Regions from separate parts of the Sus scrofa genome. Here all the other regions are linked to region 2. The links are chromatin contacts, called in public Hi-C and HiChIP or PLAC-seq maps. All regions are on one chromosome and are shown on one strand. The core of a region is the stretch at or near the end of the contact, and the rest is flanking DNA. Distances in the headings are between cores, read along the strand shown.

The links. Hi-C and Micro-C count contacts between places; a contact is called where the count stands out from the background. HiChIP or PLAC-seq counts read pairs in DNA pulled down with a chosen protein or histone mark.
Region 1: a contact with region 2 is called in a Hi-C map of omental adipose tissue, with 1.7 times the contacts expected there. The contact joins two enhancer-like sites. A contact is called at or near these places in 3 of 47 Hi-C or Micro-C datasets (heart right ventricle, liver and omental adipose tissue) and 1 of 2 datasets of contacts at active chromatin or transcription factors (skeletal muscle).
Region 3: an H3K27ac HiChIP or PLAC-seq map of skeletal muscle shows a contact between it and region 2. The contact joins two enhancer-like sites. A contact is called at or near these places in 1 of 47 Hi-C or Micro-C datasets (embryonic fibroblasts) and 1 of 2 datasets of contacts at active chromatin or transcription factors (skeletal muscle).
Region 4: a contact with region 2 is called in an H3K27ac HiChIP or PLAC-seq map of skeletal muscle. The contact joins two enhancer-like sites. A contact is called at or near these places in 1 of 47 Hi-C or Micro-C datasets (heart right ventricle) and 1 of 2 datasets of contacts at active chromatin or transcription factors (skeletal muscle).

The regions. Positions count from the first base shown.
Region 1 is chr11:14,889,983-14,893,119 of Sscrofa11.1, reverse strand. The region is part of intron 2 of LOC102159588 (a long non-coding RNA gene); the gene reads left to right. Among named protein-coding and RNA genes, the nearest start is that of COG6, 320 kb to the right of the region's middle. Within about 2 kb of position 1,374, at least 15 of the 83 cell types and tissues checked have an H3K27ac peak or open chromatin away from gene starts, as enhancers often do. A contact at or near this core is called in omental adipose tissue, where this site is marked.
Region 2 is chr11:15,051,430-15,054,914 of Sscrofa11.1, reverse strand. No RefSeq gene overlaps it. Among named protein-coding and RNA genes, the nearest start is that of FOXO1, 360 kb to the left of the region's middle. Within about 2 kb of position 1,619, at least 28 of the 83 cell types and tissues checked have an H3K27ac peak or open chromatin away from gene starts, as enhancers often do. A contact at or near this core is called in omental adipose tissue and skeletal muscle, where this site is marked.
Region 3 is chr11:15,191,087-15,194,333 of Sscrofa11.1, reverse strand. No RefSeq gene overlaps it. Among named protein-coding and RNA genes, the nearest start is that of FOXO1, 220 kb to the left of the region's middle. Within about 2 kb of position 1,588, at least 4 of the 83 cell types and tissues checked have an H3K27ac peak or open chromatin away from gene starts, as enhancers often do. A contact at or near this core is called in skeletal muscle, where this site is marked.
Region 4 is chr11:14,854,935-14,858,100 of Sscrofa11.1, reverse strand. All of the region lies in intron 3 of LOC102159588 (a long non-coding RNA gene), which reads left to right. Among named protein-coding and RNA genes, the nearest start is that of COG6, 280 kb to the right of the region's middle. Within about 2 kb of position 1,565, at least 10 of the 83 cell types and tissues checked have an H3K27ac peak or open chromatin away from gene starts, as enhancers often do. A contact at or near this core is called in skeletal muscle, where this site is marked.

The DNA.
Region 1 (3,137 bases), core at 125-2,624, 160 kb after region 2:
CCAGGACTGAGCGTCCACCGTGGTAAACATCCTTCCCACGTTATCTCGGAATTTGCCAACCTACTTCCCTCAGGAAGCACCGTCTAGCAGCTTTGCAGGGAGTTTTGAAAACTCTAGAAACTCACAGGAATTTCCCCAAGGCCTTACCACACCTGCCAGGGTCACGGGGATGGAGACACCTCCGTGAAGCCAGGGCGCAGGCGTCTCCAGCCTGAAAAAAGGCAGTGTGAGTGTTTTGAGTCATACCTACGTTGTTAATGATGGTCCTTAATCACCGCGTGAACTTCTTTCAGGGCCCGGGTCACCTTGGGTAGATAGCCTAAATCTAAGCTAATATGCATATGAGCGCATATCAAACACCGTAAGCCCTGAAGGAATCGAGCTCCGTTGTGATTTTGGCTAGAGCTTCGCTGAGCTGGGTGATAAGAGTTCCATGCCTCCGTATTACTCTGAGCACTGGGGTGAGATGGGGTGTTCCATGCTGCTGTGGTCACTTACGATGCCTGAGCCTGTCCCTTCTGCTTTCAGATCCACTGTGGAGGGGCCAGAGCACATTTACAGAAGCCATCTCTTTCTGGTTTCTTTCCTTCTTTTTATTGATTTTTATTTTTTCCACTATGGCTGGTTTACAGCGTTCTGTCAGTTTTCTCTGGCTTGTTTTGATTGAACGTTTTGGAGTCAGGATTCGAAGAGTGATGCTTTTCTAAAGGGGAGCCTGTTTTGCCATCCTGACCAGAGCCCCCAACTTCTTGAGTGGATCGTAGCTCAAACCAGTGGAGTGAAAATGAGCAGACAAGCAGGCACCTGGCTGCTCTTCCTCTTTGACACTTTCTGGCAAGTCCTCTTGCCTCTCAGCCTCCGTTTCCCCATTGTTGTAGAAGCTGAAATCAGCCTTTCCCACAGCCTCACCCTTGTTTTCTGCAAATGCACGAGCTGGATTAGCCTTCCGTGCTCTGAGCCCTCCAATGGGCTGCACTGTGTGTTTCAGCTCTAACTGCTGGCATTCTTCAGACAGTTCTGGACAAGCAGGGCCCACAGCCGTAGCTGGAGGTGAGAGGAGCAAGGCTGATGGACCCTGCACAGGGCCAGCTCTTAGATCCTCCAAAGAGAGCCTGGGGTGGGGGAATGGCGACCCCAGCCAGGTAACTGTTTCAGCATTACCTGAAAAGATGTTACCTTGATTTCCACACCAGCTGAGCTCTGGGATAATTATATTTTAAGCAACACGGAGCATAAAACAGATTCCCTTAGCATCTGGAGAGCCAGTCGCACCCAGGCCTGCCCAGACTGGCCTTTCTCGTTGCAGGGTGTGGGAGAGCAGGGCTTCGCTGGTCCCTGGGGGCCTGCCCGGCCGGGAGCTGTTGCTCAGCTGTGGGAGGCACGCCAGTTCTCAGGTCTGTGATGAGTGGTGTGGTGTCTGGCAAGGCCCTGGCCTGCGACTGAGTGTGACTAATCATGAATCTTTTCAATGACGCTGACACTTCATCCTCTTTTCTCTCCTTCACCTGCTCTCTGGGCTGGAGTCGGCTGATACAGGAGCAAATTAGCCTCATTCTGGAAAAGGCAGGGCATGATCTAGGACCCTGAAAGGTTCCTCGTGCTCCTGCCTGGATGGTTTGCAGTCAGGGAAATTATCTGACTCAGGTGGGCTGACGGGGTATTTTTTGTGGTTGTGCCTCCTGCTCGATAGCAGGCAGCTTCTGAAGACAGGGCCCTGTCACCATGGGCTATTGACGAATGGAGATTTGACACCAGCCGAGGCAGTGTTGTTACTACTGCTCCCCGTATGCTCCAGCCCAAACTGACAGCCCTCCCATTTCCTCTTCAAAGACGACGTGTCACCAAGTAATATCGCCACCCACTCAAGGGGGACCTTAATGCCCTGGACGCCTTAATTGGGGGTGGAAGCCGAAAAGGGGGTGATGACCTTTTAGCAGACTCATCTCTCCCCCGCCACCCACTTCGTCGCTCGATGAGTTTGGTGCTTCTAAGACCAGAGCTGAACTGTGTGTTCACTCACGGTGAAGGGATGTGTGTGTGTGTGTGTCTCAGAAATGTTGATAATATCATCTGTTCATTGGTGAATTAGAAGAATTTCAGACTAGTAGGCAGGTTTTGCTGATGTTGGAGCAAAATTTTAGAAAGGGGTGGAAATTGTCTGAGGGCTGCGGTGCCCTCCTCACAGCCTAGACTTCTGAGAATGACTCCAATACAGTTTTTTCAAAATCAGGGCCAAAGGGTTTAATGTTGAGAGACAAGAGCAAGTAAAGAAAAAGAGACTTGCATCAGGAACTGGAAAACATTAAGGCAGGTTTTTAACATTTTTTATTCCCTAAAATAAACATATTGCCTAACTCAGCCTTCTTGTTATCTTTCCTATTGAAGCCAGTTCCTTCTTTCTCAGCTTTGTGGGACTACTACTAACTTTTGGGGAGATCCGAGATGCTAACTAGAGTTATCAAAGCTGTATCTTCCAAATTAAAACTTGAGACATGTGTTCCAACACACGTCAGTATATTTGCAGGAATGATAAGTGAGAGTATTTAAAATTAGAGTTTTCTTTGAACATTCTGGCCACTGAACTTCCCTTTTAGTCTCTGAGCTCCTTGCATGCATAAGGTGTCATGGATTATGATTTCATGTACGAGCTGTGACTGGTGACAGGAAATAAGATCTGGCCTTCAACCCTGTTTTATGTGATACATGCATTATTTCAAAATCCAGGAAAGTGCTCATAAATTTCTCCGTTTATCTAGTTTCTCATTAAAAAATCCTAAAATCTGACATTGTTGAGTTCACAAGCCAGCATGGTAACACTTTATTGGAACTGAGTGGCTGCTGCTTTTTCATAGAATACTTTTCCACACTCCTCGCTGCTCCCTATCGCTTCCCATTAAGCCTCCTTTTCTTATTTTCAGGCTCTCCCGGCCTCTCTAGGCATTTGAATTTGTGCTCGTTTTTCCGGTCATACAACCCACTGGTGGTCAAGGTCAGAGAAGGGTTAGAACTCCTTGACCCTTGTCAATTCAGGTCCCACCTCATAGGGCTGGTCCTCAGCATGCTAGTAGACAAAATGTGACATTCAATACCTGAGGTGTTGAGAACCTCAATGCCTTTGCTTCTTTGATCAGAAAGGT
Region 2 (3,485 bases), core at 370-2,869:
CTTGATTCGAAGGGTGATGGGAAGCCCTGGCTGGCTTAAAGCAGGGGCAGGGCCCAGTTTATCCTGTGGGAAAAGCATTGTGGTAGAACAGGAATGAAAAGGGAGAGACTAGCTCGGGGACCATTGGGGCAATTTAGACAAACAATAGTGGTGGTTCGGGCAGGGTGGTTGTTGGGAGACAGAAACACATGGTTGGATCTGGACTATTTGGAGTGTTATCGGGAACTTGCTGTTAGAGTAGATGTGACCGTAGATAAAATGCAGAGTGGAAACGCTTTGTACTCTGAGAGCCCTGTATACACATGAAGGAGTCACGCAGCCTGTGGTCCTTGGGGAAAGCTGACGGTTTGGAGCTTGGCCGTGCCTGGAAATGGCCTCCAGCCAGGTAATCCGGCCATCGGGGCTCCAGGAGAACCGTCGGAGCCCAGGAAGGAGGGCTCAGGCAGCCCCGCGCGTCTCAGCTTCCACGGGCACACAGATCACCTGGGGATCCCTAAGGTGCAGATTCGGCTCCGTAGATCAAGGGTAAGACCCAGAATTCTGCTCCCGGGTGGGGCCACAGCTGCTGGTCTGCGGGTCATGCTTCCAGAAGCAAAGAGTTCAGGGGAGTCATTGAGGTCACATTCCTGTCACGAGGGCTTGAACTGGGGAGGGAGTGGGGATATGGAGAAGAGAGCTCTTTCTTTTATAATACAGACTGCAAAACAAAGGGGAGGCATGAAAAAATGAAGTTTGGAGTCACGGTAACCAAGAAACGATGGTCCGTAGTAGGTACTGGAAGCAGGAGGAGGTTTGGGGAGGGGAGGAGGATGGATTTTCTAATCCCCACTATTTTTTCTTGGGCTGTAGCCGGGGGTCTGACTTGAGCACTTGGGTGGGAAACCCTCCTGACCTATTCAGCCTTGTCTGCGAAGATGATGAGCCAAAGGTTTCACTCTCGACGGCTGTGTATCACACTTGAGCACCCAGAGACCTCATATATTTGAAGGGAAGGAGGAGGGGGACCTTCATACCACGTAATTCAGTTGGGATCTGAACCGTACATCACCTTGGACATCAAGAAGGGCTGTGTTTCCTTGGACCGTAAAGCCTCAGTCCCTGCCTATTTACTGCTGCGTGTTCTTGAGGCCAGTCCCCCTCCCCACCCCATCTCCCGCACGTGATGTGCTGCTATCTTCAGATATTAATACCATGGGGCCAAGGAGGAGGACTCGTGCATCCGTGTGATATGAATAATAGTAACAACAGTCCACGTTACTGAACTCTTACGTACCAAGCACTGTGCTGCACATTTTACAGTTTTCAGAACTCATTCATTTTATTCTGAGCACAAAGCCTCCGTGGGGCAATGGGGTCTGAGACAGCAGGGATGTCTGGCCTGATAATAAACATCCCAGGTTTTATGGGTGAAAAATAGGAGTGTGGGAAAGATGATCTTTTAAAGAAAAGAAAATGCTTTCCAGAATGGCCCTTGGAGATGCTTGGAGCAGCCTGGGTACTTTGTGTGCTGAGATAGAACCTGAGGTTGAGAAATGTGCTCGGGGCCAGCAGGACCCGCCTCGGTTTGGCTGGGAAGATGTAGTCACTGGATGTCTGAGATATTACGCAACGTGACAAGAAGGCCAGGCACGAGCTCTCCATAGGAATTATTTCATCCCTACGGTTTGGGTGTCAAATATCCTCCTGGGCCCCTGGGGACCGGAGCTTCCAGGCGGCGTGTGTGGCCGCGCCTGGCGCTCCAGAACCCCCCTCACGCGTGGGGTGACATCGCCACTAGTGACCCTCGTCCGAGGGTTTTTCAGCCCAACGGCCCCTCCTCACAGGCTGTGCCAACACGTTCCTATTTTAAGATTCTTTAGTTGTAAGAAGTGGTGTATTTCTCCCCACGTCGTCCCGTCCCGGCCAAGCCAGGGCGACTCCCTTTGCTGGTCTCCCATCTTCTCTCACTTCTGGTCCTGAACTGCTGAACCCAGAGAGGGCTGCCTCCCGGGGCGGGTGGCAGGGTGACGTCAGCCAGGAGGCAGTTCCTCGGCTAAGGGAGCCAAGTCCGCAGACACGATCTCGGAAGTAGGACAAGTACATTTTGTTTCTGCGATTCAACCCAGAGAACTTCTTGGTCCCGGAAGCCTGTGCCAAATGTGTTTGCGCAACCTCGGGAAGCCGCTTCCAGAATGCGGGTGAAGAACTTGCCAGGGTTCCATTTCTTTGGGGAGCGAACATCCACGCAGGGCAGGACTGGTGCTGGCCCAACATGTCAGCGGGAACCGGGGGCTCAGACCTCAGGGGGGCGAGGGTCCTGCGGGAGGGTCTCCTGCCCAGGCTACACACGAGACCTGGCCGCCGTGCTCCCCGCAGTGGGAACATGTGGCCACGGGAACGTTGAGATGAGTGGGCCAGGCTGTGGTTCCATTTTGATTTGGCTAAGGGTGTGCTATGCAATGGAAAGGAGCACCAAAAGCTACCAATTTGGCTGCTGCCTCTGAACATTTGCTCTGCATTCCTGAATCCTCCCAGTTAAAGAGAACTTCCTTGCAATTCTTTCCCCCTAGGCAATGGGACAAGAACACACACACACACACACACACACACACACACACACACACACACACGAGTTAAAACCCTTTGGAAATGAAGGTCAGCTATTGCACATGTACCCGTGTTCATGTAAGTCTATGGAGAGAAATAAAGGACTGTAAAAATGTGCGTGCACATAAAAATGACCAACATTTTTTGGGCTAATGTTGGTGTCTTTCAAAGGCCGATCTTACAATAATAAACTCTTAGACTTTATGGGGCTTTAGAGTTTCTAGAACAATTTCACATGTCTCCTCTGATCAGGCCAGTGACTTTGTAAAATAGGAGTTAGTTTCCTCTCCATTTTAAAGAAATGAAAGATCAGAGAAGTTAAGTGACTTGCTCGAGATTACACAGCAATTAATTTTGAGAGTCAGGATGAAAAACCTGGGTCACTCCCGTCCAACCCCTCTACCATAACGGCTCTCTAGACTTGACCTTGGAAAGACCAGAGGTTCATTGGCATGCGATTCATCTCTTTGCAGGACTAGATGCTAGGCCTGGTGTTTCAGAGTGTGGTCTGAGGACCGGCCTCTCCTGGGAGCCTTGGAGAGCTGCAGAACTGCAGGACTGTCACAGAGCTTCAGGATTGTCCTCTGGTGATTTCTGCGCACAGTTGAGGTTGGGGTGCCCTGGAGGAGGCCGCTGGGTTTCAGTTTCAGCTCTGCCACACTCGGGGGTCCCCAAGTTCCAGAAGCGCATAAGCCAGGGAGCTAAGGAGAAACCCCCTGCATCTGGGCTGAGACCGAGACAGCGATTTGCTTTGGAACACGCCCCCGGTGGTTCTCCTGGGCGGCGGGTTGGAGAGCCCTTGGAATAGACGGTTTCTGAGATTCCTTCCCTCCCGTGTGAGTCAGAGAGCCTTGTCTGTAAGGAGTGGGCCTGGATATGCTTCGCCCCCACCAGGCTCT
Region 3 (3,247 bases), core at 339-2,838, 140 kb before region 2:
TGTCTTTTTAGGGCTGCACCCGCAACACATGGAGGTTCCCAGGCTAGGGTTCGAATCGGAGCTACAGCTGCTGGCCTACGCCACAGCCACAGCAACAAGGGATCCGAGCTTCGTCTTTGACCTACCCCACAGCTCAAGGCAACGCCGGATCCTTAACGCACTGAGCAAGGCCAGGGATCGAAACCTCGTCCTCATGGATACTAGTCAGATTCGTTTCTGCCGAGCCACCATGGGAACTCCGAAACAAACACTTTTAAGTGGGATGCTTTATATAAAGTGCCTGCACAAGGCTCCACTCAAATTTAACAGTCAATGAATAGCATTCCTTTTGAATATTCCCTGGTGCCTTAGTTGGACTTTCCTAACTCATACTGTGTTCAGAAATGTGTTTTCTTCACTTTGCAAAAGGTTTTTTTTTTCCTTGTGATCCATTGGACATTGAGACCGTATCATGATGTGACCTAAACATGATGAAACCTGGTGGGGAGGAGTGATGTGAAGTTGAGAAGGCTGGGCAGGAGTGGAGTGCACCCCGCACCGTAAGGAAAGGAGCTGGGACCCTCTATTGCTTTACGAGTCAAGTTTCAAGTGTTTTCTTTGAGGTTAGCTGATCCCTTGGCTATGAACTTAGTAGGTTGCTAATTTATTCATCAGTCTTCTACAGAGTATTCAGACAGCCTTATTTGTCTCCTGTCCCCATCTATAAAATGAGTGTCATGACTATCAAGGCGTAAATATTTACCGGGGGCTTCTTTTAGCAAGAAATATTTAAAAAAATCAAAAGATATGACCCCTACCTTCATAGATTTGCCTATCTAGCCTTCGAGACTGAAGTGAAAGAAAGCATTGTGAAAAACTTGTTTTATTATTCCCCGAGAATTAGATCCAGACACAGGGCTGTGCAACTTTGGCTCCCGGATGGTCTGTCTTTCCTTGTCATAGCCCAGGCCTCTTGAAGCTGCATATTGTTTTGTTTTATTTTGTTTTGGCATGCGGAAGTTCCCGGGCCAGGGATCAAACCCAGGCCACAGCAGTGACCCAAGCCACTGAAGTGACAATGCAGGATCCTTAACCTCCTGCGCCACAAGGGAACTCCTGCATTTGGGTTTGAAAAGACAACCTTTCCAGATAAAGCAGAGCATTCTTTGTTATCAGTATACACATGACCACTGCCTCAGTAGAAACGTCAAACAAGAGCTCAAGGTCCGTGAGTAGAAGAATGAGAAGTGAAATTGGATCGCACCCTGAGGGTTGAGCTTTGGGCCTATGGTTGTGTGTAGTGATTAGTTTCTGAAAAGCCTTCTGCTCCCCAAGCTGCGGTCCAATTTGGTCTTCTCCTGCTCACATGAGGGTCACGGTCCCCAATGAGGAAGCTTGGCTTCTGGTAAGAAGAAGCTTGAGGGTTTTCTTTTCTTTTTGCAGGTAGTACTAGGGATCAGGAAGCAGGCGTAGAGGATGTCCCCTTGACCTGTGAGATAAGAAAACAAACCAACCCCTGGGAGGCAGAAATGACATTTGTTCCAAGGCCTAATTTTAGCAGCAGAATGTGAGGAGATGAGTTGGAACACACAGGAGCAGCTCTAATAAAAAGTTGAGATGTAATGGTCATGCTCTGACTCTGAATGCTGGGCTGTGGGGCGAACGTGCACAGGCTCAGAGTTCCCGTTATGGCTCAGTGGTTAACGAATCTGACTAGGAACCATGAGGTTGTGGGTTCGATCCCTGGCCTTGCTCAGTGGGTTAAGGGCCCGGCATTGCCTTGAGCTGTGGTGTAGGTCGCGGACGAGGCTTGGATCTGGCATTGCTGTGGCTCTGGCATAGGCCAGCGGCTACAGCTCTGATGAGACCCATAGCCTGGGAACCTCCATGTGTTGCGGGTGCGGCCCTAGAAAAGACAGAAGACCGAAAAAAAAAAAAAAAAAAAAAAAAAAAGAAGGAAAGAAAGAAAGAAAGTGCACAGGCTTTTGCCAACAGATAATTGCTGATACATTATAGTTTTCTACTGGAGGGTCTGAGATAGTATCTGGCCCTCTGAACAGGGAAATAGTCTTGGTAGGAACTGAAAGATGAAAACTTACTTTTCCTACATTAACCATCTAGGAAGCAACTAGGACAGGGAAGACAAAACCCCCAGAAGGATGAGTCCCTTGATTGACTCTTCATGGTGCTCTGTAATTAGGGGCTCTGAAGGGTGTCTGAACATTCAAAGGAAACTGGAAGACTAAAGGCTGCCTAGATGAGGGATGGCAGATGCATGGCATAAATGCCACCCTCTTCCTTCCCACGCCATGGCAGATATCACCAATTAATCATGGCACTGTTTCCTGCTAAGGTGTGAAATTCTTTTATGTTGAGATCTACAAAATTATGAAGGCCACCTCTCCCTGTATGAGTTCTCATTTCATACTTTTGGTTGGAATAAATTAGAAATCACAAGACATCAAGAAGCTGATGTAAATCGAAAGGTTTCACCCTCCCTTTTCCCCAATTTATTGTGGTGGCCCTAAGTCCCTTAAAGTGATGCTGATCCTGGTGATTGATTCTGGTGGAGGGACTGGTCTGATTTTTACTTTTTTTGCATAATGCGATGAAGGTTCATTTTCAGAGATAGACTCATACCAGCCAAGCTCATGGAAACTAATGTTATGGTCTAGTAAGCAATGTGTTTGGTCTTTGCTCCTGACTCTTGGTACTGAGCTCCTAAAACTTGGCATTTCTTGAGTGACATGACTGTCTTTCGTTATTCATAAGACGATCTTTGTCAGCACTTCTGAGTTTATGCTGATGAGGTAACTTACAGCTGGTCCCCTAGATAGTTTGAGATGGGGCAGGTCGTCAGAAAGACCACGTGATTAGAGGGTTGGGACTTTCCACAGCCCCCATCCACAGCCTCCAGGAAGGCGAGTGGGAGGAGTCTGGACCCTAAATGTCTATAAAAACCTCTGATAATGAGAACTGATGAGCTTCCAGGCTTGTGAACACATAGAGGTGCTGGGAGGGTGGTGCACCCAGAGAGAGCCTGGAAGCTCCGTGCCCCTCCCCCATACCTTGCTCCAAGCATCTCTTCCCTCCAGCTGTTCCTGAGTTGTATTCTTTTACAATAAATCAGTAAAGGTAAGTAAATATTTCCCTGAGTTCTGTTAGCCATTCTAGCAAATGATTGAACCAGAGAAGGGGGTCATGGAACCCAGACTTATAGCTGGTTGTTCAGAAGAGCAGGTGACAACCTGTACGTGTAATTAGCTTC
Region 4 (3,166 bases), core at 316-2,815, 200 kb after region 2:
CAGGGATCATCCAATTCCAAGTAACACACTTCCTCCAGCCTGCTGAAAAAGAGCAGCTGTTCGGGAGGACAGAGGTTATCGCGTGGAGACCACGGGCAGGAAGGGGAGCCAGGGTGGATCTCATCTTGGGATGAGGGATGGGAGCCCAGTCAGGGACCAGCCTCTTCCCTGGGGACCAGCAGGGGGGCTTATCTCTGCTTCTCTGTTTTTCAGCATCAGTTCTCTTTACAGATGGCTTTTCCTGCTTCTCAGAAACCTCAGCCCCATGTCACTTCCCCGTCTCAGGGCTCCCACCCAACCAAGCCTTCTAGGTTCCCCTTCCAAATTTCTGGGAGAGATTTCTGGTTTGGATTACTAGTGACCAGCTCCCCGCGTCCACCCTTGGTTCCACAGCTCTGGCCAGGGCGGCAGCGTGTTGAGTGAGCAGGCGGCTGGGACCCAGTGCTGTGGGTGTGAGAGGCTGTTCTGAAAGGACTGTGGTTTGGGCGCCCCCGCCAACAGTTATCATTCTTGGCACTCAGATGGCTCCACGGATATCATAGAACTCACTCAACATCTTCTTAAATTTAGCAGAGTGAGCAAAATTGTCTTACAGATAGGAAGACAAAGGTTGGTGTTTCAGTAAACTGCCTAAATCAATTTGCAAGCCGAGTTGCTAGCTCCAGACTCAGTCTTTGCCGTGTTCCCTATTGCTTGCTCCCTCGCACTGTGAGGGCTGGCCGAGGATGCTCTGTGTCTTTTTGAGAGGAGTGATGGAGTTTGTCCAGATAATCTGCAGGGAACCCAGGCAGAAGATCAAGGAGATCCGTGGTTTATGCCACATCCTTTCACCAAAGAAAAAAATAAATAAATAAAACATCTCTTCGCCAAAGTGCAGTCTGGTTCGGCAGGGAGGATCCTGGTCCCTTGAGAAAGTGGTCACCCAGATCAAATGATGGTGACTTGGCCCCATCGGGTTGTGCCTGGCATTTTGTCATCAATAAAAAAGACTTATTAAAATTCATGTTGAAATATTCTTCCATCACTCTGAAAGTATTCACTTTGCTCATCTGAAAAATAAAACCAACTTGCCAGTTTCTAAGTTGAAATGTGTGTGTACTGCCTAGAATAACATTGACTTAGTATTGCTTTTAACATCAAGCTCCAGTCATGTTTTCCCTGTCAGTTTTCCTCTTCTGTATCCTCTTACAGACTTCCACGCATAGGTGTGAACACACATGCACAGGCACACATAGATGTGCACCTGCTTTGCCTCCCTGTGTGTTACAAATGACAAGGAATTACTGACTAGAGGGTATTTTGACCTGAACGAGCTCTGTAGCTTGATCTCTCCACATTCAGGGTTAACAAGTCAAGGTTCAGATGGGCTGGTTCCTCCCTCCACCGGGCACTGCGTTCATCCTCTGTAGAATTTCAGGACCCCTGACAGATTTCTGCATCATAGTTTGTTGCAGAAAGTGTTTGGCAGGACATTCAAGTTAGATTCCAGCCAGAAAAGGTCCAAGGCACTTCCCTACGAGAAGAAACATTCAGCTCTAATGGAATTAGTGCTACGATTCTCTAGTTAAGATACAGTTTATGAAAGACCCTTGGATGGCCTATAGGGGATTCTGAGGCCAGAACCCAGGTCCTGTTATTCATTATTTTCTGATTCAAAACACCTGTGGAGTGATAAATCTTTATAAGCATTATTTCTCCCAAGCACATGTAACAGAAATAAAAACCCCGGGACATCCAGATGTAGAGACATTGCCTTCGTCAGAACCTCCTCTAACAGAAGAGCTGTTCACAGCTATCATTTCTTCCCTTGTCCCAGCCCCTCGCTGGAGCCCACGCTCAATCCCATTCCCGCCCTACCCCTCACCACCGAGAGGACGCATGCGTTGCTTTCTCTCCTGCCTCCCTGGCAGACAGATGATAAGTGAAATAGTCATCACCACCATGAGGATTTCTGAACCTCTTCCCTGGGTGGTCACAGTCCTGAGGCCAGGACACATATTGTCATGTTTCATCCTCACTCAGACTGGGCACAGCTTTAATTCCCAGGTGAAACAGGAGACCGGCCTGACTCTAAGTCCCATGCTTCCAACCACTGAATGGAATTTTTCATTCCCCAGCAATATTTTCAATTGTGATTGAAGAAATTCTTGAGTGCTCTATTCCAAAGATGTTAATGGCAACTTTCTAAGGATCGTCCTCAACCTTCAGCTCCAGCTCTGACCTGCATCTCAGCCCCAGACCCAAAGAGCACCTGACCGCCTCTCCCATCCCCCATCCCCATCCTCAGGCTCAGATAATCCTTCTGGAATGGACAGTGATTGAGAATGTCAGCCTCGGATGTGCACATAACCACAAGACTTAGATCAGCACCACTCCTCCCTCCTGGAGGATTAATTTTTTGTTTATACTTTTCCATCCCCAGCAAAGACAGGTGTGTCTTCCTAAAGAGAGAAAGTGAATCTCAGAAAATGCGAGTTAAAAAGAGAATGACTCTGTCATGGCACAGTGGAAACAAATCCAACTAGGAACCATGAGGTTGCCGGTTCGATCCCTGGCCTCACTCAGTGGGTTAAGGGTCTGGCATTGTCGTGAGCTATGGTGTAGGTCACAGACACAGCTCTGATCTGATGTGGCTGTGACTCTGGCAAAGGCCGGCGTGTATAGCTCCAATTCGATCCCTAGCCTGGGAACCTCCATATGCCTCGGGTATGGCATTAAAAAGCAAAAAACAACAACAACAACAAAAGCAAAAAGGGCTCTGAAGTAAATGTGAATATTCTTTAGATTCATGATGGAAAATAGGGGATCAGTAGCATAGAATCACATAGTCTTTGGGTTGAAAATGATTTTAAATCTCATTTTGTCCTGTTGCTTTTATTTTAGAGGCAAGGAAACCTAAGAGAGAAGCAAAATCTCTTAACTTGCCAGCTCTCCTCTGTTCCACGGGGCTGGAAATAGTCACAACACATTAGGAAATGCAGCACAGCTTGATCATCAGCCTTTAAAGAAAAACTAGTTTTGATAAAATTATATTAAAATGCAAAATTTTATTATTTAATACTCAAAATATTAGCAATACCCCTTTTACAAAACTAAAGCCTAATAACTATAAGATGAAATTATTTAAAAAGACTGTGCAATAAAAAGGCACTCAGCGGGGCCGTGC